Regions from separate parts of the Bombyx mori genome. Here region 1 is linked to region 2. A link is a contact called in public Hi-C data. All regions are on one chromosome and are shown on one strand. Each heading gives the region's core, a stretch centred on a gene start, on an enhancer-like site or on the middle of the called end of the contact. The rest is flanking DNA. Distances are from core to core; before and after follow the strand shown.

Region 1 (2,740 bases), core at 65-2,564, 43 kb after region 2:
GGCTGATCGTCATTACTGTCACGCGATTCCTGCGAGTATTCGATACCAGACTTATTGTGACACTGAATTATTGGGATTCTCCTCGTATGATAATTGCAGAAACAGCATTTGTGCATCTTCTGTAATTTATTAATATTTCATCTGGTTATTAGACATCTTTTAGGAATGTCAGCTTCATGAGAATACTTGCGGTTCTGTGAGGTCTTAATAGTCAGTGTTTCTTCTCTCTTCTTCATCGTTCTCTCACTACTGAGGATCGCGACCACATGTGACTTTTCTCCACAGTGTTCGATCATGGGTGGTATGGACCGCATGGACTATATTGGACTATCACCAACCGCTTCCTTTACCAGATCTGACCATCTTATGGTGCTCACGGCGCGCTTGCCATCTATGCGACCCGAAATTATGAGCTTCTCTAATTCATGTCCGGGAGACCGCATGATGTGTCCGAAGAAGCTCATAACACGTTCCCATCAAATGGCAGTCTTTTTCGGATGTTTAGCTCTATTACGAGTATAGAACGAACTCGTTAGTTCTCATGGCAGTCCGCGGTATTCGTAGCATTCTCCGCCACACCCACATTTCTTGGAGACTCAGTATCTATGACGGCGGAAAGTCCGGCCTTGCCTGACCTCAAGGGGGACTAAGCTGCACAATCCGGCATTAGATCTATTCTTGTTAACTAAACTGAATTGATGATACTGATGGTCAGAATATGCATACCCGTATAATTTCGAAATCACACAAATAATTCACAGAATAGTTAACATTAATCAAAACACTGATAATGCAGATTTATAATTGTGACTAAAAATATAATCACGGGTGCAGTTTAAAGACGTGCCTTATCTTGGCGCAGCAGTACGTGAAGCTACGCACAATAATAAGAAAAGGTTTTTAAAAGAACAAGTTTTATTTGCAATTCGTAAAAAATATGGCTATTTCTGGAAAAAATTGACGTATCCTTTGTATTTAAATAAAATTTCCAACTAAAATGTGCAGGTTACAAGTTTATGGGGTATACGAATCAACTTCTTTATCTTCAACATTATCGGTAGAAGTTGGGTTATAATTATCGAACCATCAATCATCAGCTTCGAATCGGGACACACGATCTCTAACAACTTCAATCAATAAACAGACGCGTGCAAAATGAAAACCAACAAACTTGAATAATTCACGAGAATTTCTCGGACTTCACCGTTTAAGGTCAAGTCGCATTTCAAAATGTAACCGCCGCGCCGCTAAGAAAACGAGAAAGTTAAGCCGGACAAATAATAAAAGACTCACAACGCACCACGACCGGTTTTGAAATGTACCATTATTTATAAGTCAGTTTAACCGAAGCGGTGACATCACGCCATTATAATAAGCGCTCGTCATTTAAAGGGGAATCGGTTTTATGGCCGCGTTATTAGGGAGAAACGAGTTTAAAACCAGCCAAAATTAATGCGATTTTTTTTCAAATTAACTCACCCTATCGTCTTGGCAAGCGATCTTAACACAGCCACAAATCTGTAAGGGGCTACACCCAACCGTGAACACTTGTGAACATAATAAAAATTATTATATCAAGAACAGACAAAATGAAACGATTCTTTGGAGGACATAAAATGAAAACCTCTTTAAAGCGTGTCTGTGACCCTGGCATCCGCTGATCCATAGGAACGTCGGGTACCTCACTGATTAGCTTTCAATGACATGTTTATTTTTTGAAGGACTTTTAACTTGGTTTTGTGTATTTTGCAAATCGATCTGAAGGTTAACCTGATGTTATTCGGTAATTATAGTCCATAATCACCTCATGTATAGAACAACTTTGTGGTTGACCAAAGTTGAAAAATCCATTCGAGCCACGAGAACTATTAAAAACACTCATTAATTACATCAATCAGTCAAAAAGTTCAATAATTTTTATGAATATTCAATTATTATTACCGTATTATAACATTAAATGTTATATTCAGGAAAGAGGATTAAAATATTCTACTATCAAGTGTTGAGTCATGAACGTATGTATAATCTTATTTTTCCGTTTGGTCACACATTTATATTAATTAGCTATGCTATGGATGGATTTTGGATGCATTTTCCTTAGATGACCAAACCGATCTCTCATCTCAGCTAGTGTTTGGCAGCTATCAGAGTCAACACTGAGTGACTGTCGTTGGCCATCTTGAGCCGCTTAGGGCCAGTCACAATTGCATTGCGACTGACAAATTGAAACCGGTAATTATTTACTTACTTACATTATTTCCTAAACAATTCCTTAAAACTTGCTTGAATAATTCCATCGTTCTGGAGAAATCATAATTCTGCGACCCAACAAAAGTAGACAGCGATGACATTCCTTACTCCGGTGTTGACGTGCACGAAGGTAAAAGAATAAGTATATCTCCAATAGCTTCATCGAGCATTTGCAGTGGAATAGAAGATTGGAATGGAACGGAAGAGAAGAAAAAAAAAGATGGATATACACAGGGAACCGCTTTCTGTTTTCGTACTTAAATGACTCCAACAAATTGTCTATGAGAATGATGATACGAACTACTACTCGTTATCTCGTTATAGTAATGTAGTCAGCTAACACAAAAGATCCTTGAAAATTCTAACATGTACGTACATACTGGTGGTAGGACCTCTTGTGAGTCCGCGCGGGTAGGTACCACCGCCCCACCTATTTCTGGCGTGAAGAAGTAATGCGTTTCGGTTTGAAGGGTGGGGTAGCCGTTGTAAC
Region 2 (2,819 bases), core at 222-2,721:
CAGGACCATAAAAAACCAGTCGTTCTTGAGAATCAGAGTAAGCCGTGGAGTGCGACGCACAAAGCGTAGCCTCTGGTCCCTTTCCCCAGCTCCCAAATCGATGTCCGGATCCGGAAAAATTGAGTGAGGCAGAAGAGATTATTATTCCTAGCAAACTCTTTCCCTTTTATAAATACACTAGCTGTACCCGATTGGTTCGCTGGACATTTAAAATTAACATTATTCTTTCTCACCCCCACAAAGATTCTCATCATTAACGCCCCCGCAACTGGCGTAGGGAGTCCAATACTCAAATAAATATTAGCCTATCCATTAAGTACATGTATTCTAAAAATCTTACGTTACGGACGTTTTTTCCCGGTTAGGTAGGTACCCCTCCGCATCGTCCCATAAGGAGCTTCGTTCCAAAAATAACATATTTACCTAAAGAACGTATGATGTTCTACACATGTTTTCCACAGCTTCTTGGCGGCGCGATGGTTGGCGAGCTTGAAGCCGACCGTCGACTCGAACTGCTCGAACTCGCCCGGCCGCAGCTTCACGTAGAAGTTGTGCCGTTTGTAGCTGATCTTCAGGATTTTCGGCCACGCGAACCGATTTATGCGGAGCCTGCACGAGAGAAAGGGGGATACTTGGTTCAAACCTTTAAGGCTTCATCAAACAGAACGCGTACTTAGCGCTGCGTTTTAACGTCGCGCTCTTTTCATGTCACACCAATTGACTAGATAAGCCTTACGCTCCTTGACGCAACGCATTTGCCAAATCATAGTGCCTTTCTATAGCAGTCTGAAAATTTAAAAGTATTAAGATGTCGAGTGATTCAGATCTGGCATTGTATAAGCATGGGTATTTTCTAACTATTTCTTTCAATTTTTCGGGAATTATCCAGTATTTTAGCACACATTCACTCCGACGCTAAAATGAAATTTGTAAAAAATTACAACGCCTGACGTCAAAGCGTCCTAACGCCGCGACATAGCGTTGCGTACTTATAGCGCTGGGGCTCTGTTTGACGGTATGTTACCATAGTAGTACAACACACCTCGGCGTCATAGCACGCCGATAGTTTAGCGCTCTGACGCGCTCTAATTACGCGTTCAGTTTGACGAAGCCTTTAGTCCTTTACACAACTTGTGCTAGATCGCAGACTTATCCAAAAATATAGTCTCGTTCAATAACGCACTAACTTCTCTCTATGCACAAGAAGACCAGACGAGCAAACTCCTAGCGTGATATCGACATTCTCCGAGTCCTTGGCTGGATGGAGGTCTACCCCGTACATGGCGAGCTTCTTCGCATTCTCCAAATAATTCAATTCGGCCTCCGCCGGTGTCTGACCCCTGTAATACAATGATAGTTTAAATAGAAATATTGGGGTCTTTGACTTGACTTATCACAAAGGTACTCGACTATGGCACTATGCAAACTACCTGTGTGTCTTGTGTAGTTCTACGACCTTTTCCTCTAACTCCTGAGTGCAAGATGACGGTGGGACCAGCTTGAGTTGCTTGCACAGACCGGCACCGACTTCCGTATCCTCATAATCGCCAAGTTCAGATTGGAGAAGGTAGCTGGCCAGTAGTGCGTGCGTTACTGACGAACAGGGTAGGCGACCTGGAGACAAACTTAGCTTCAAAGCCTTCGTCACATTACTTATTATTACTTCCCCGTTCTCTTTTGCTGTGGATGTACTTTTCAATCCAAGACCCAACACTTTGAAGGAAAATAAATTGTGAGATATATCTTTTTGTACTTAATAATGGATTTTATTTAAAGCCCCGCGATACAAATATTCTATGGATAGTAAAATCGGGGGTTGACAAAAAAAAGAATTCATTAAATAAAGATACTTTTTATCGCGCGTTAAGCAACAGTGTATTACATCTTGTGTCCGCTTACTTAGTAAAATGTCTTTGTGACATATTTGTGGTGTGGTGTGGTGTGGTGTGGTGTGGTGTGGTGTGGTGTGGAGTGTGGTGTGGTGTGGTGTGTGGTGTGGTGTGGTGTGTGGTGCGGTGTGGTGGTGTGAATACACATGAACTATTTATTAACATAGTGTAAAGATATCAGTTTACTCATGTATTTTATCTTTTTTTATTTTTTTTTTATTGTTTAGATGGGTGGACGAGCTTACAACCGACCTGGTGTTAAGTGGTTATCGGAGCCCATAGACATCTACAACGGAAACCACCACCCACCTAAACATATGAGTTCTAAGGTCTCAGTATAGTTACAACGGCTGTCCCGCCCTTCAAACCGAAACGCATTACTGCTTCACGGCAGAAATAGACAGGGTGGTGGTACCCCACCCGTGCGGACTCACAAGAGGTCCTACCACCAGTAACAATATATACATACATATACTTTAGAATAGATTTAAATCATTGATCATCATCATCACAAACCATCAAGTAGATCCCTGCGAACCGCCAAAACAAGCTGGTATCTCGTTAATTCTTCCTGCAGCTGCGCTGGCTCCGGTGGGTAGAATTTTACGGCGAACCTTAAGAACCACGGTTCATCTGTAAGAAATCGAATTAAGAAATAATTCAAACTTAGATTTAATGGATTTAAAGTGCCCAAACAACTATCATTCAATTGTTTAGCGCGACTGGGAGCCGTATTTCTTTGACTACGTACAGTTGCAAATGTGTTAGACAAGCTAAAATGCATCGGTGATAACAGAACTACGACACACCCCGATGCCGCGGTCACAATAGAAAACCAACATCCATAACCTTTAAGCGGTTCAGACCGCAATAGCAAACTAGTGATGCGAACCAATGTGGTGTAACATAAGCATATACAATTTGGAAGCC

Evidence for each region. Hi-C and Micro-C count contacts between places; a contact is called where the count stands out from the background.
Region 1: a Hi-C map of midgut shows a contact between it and region 2, with 1.7 times the contacts expected there. The contact joins two enhancer-like sites. A contact is called at or near these places in 2 of 7 Hi-C or Micro-C datasets (midgut and whole pupa).

Annotation. Positions count from the first base shown.
Region 1 is chr20:12,095,352-12,098,091 of ASM3026992v2, forward strand. The region is part of intron 1 of LOC101742298 (protein 4.1 homolog); the gene reads right to left. Among protein-coding and RNA genes, the nearest start is that of LOC101742298, 15 kb to the right of the region's middle. Within about 2 kb of position 1,315, at least 5 of the 8 cell types and tissues checked have open chromatin away from gene starts, as enhancers often do.
Region 2 is chr20:12,052,275-12,055,093 of ASM3026992v2, forward strand. LOC101742298 (protein 4.1 homolog) reads right to left here. Exons shown (of 16, transcript XM_062674419.1): 4 at 2,406-2,522; 5 at 1,431-1,614; 6 at 1,188-1,340; 7 at 424-609. Among protein-coding and RNA genes, the nearest start is that of LOC101740055, 49 kb to the left of the region's middle. Within about 2 kb of position 1,472, at least 3 of the 8 cell types and tissues checked have open chromatin away from gene starts, as enhancers often do.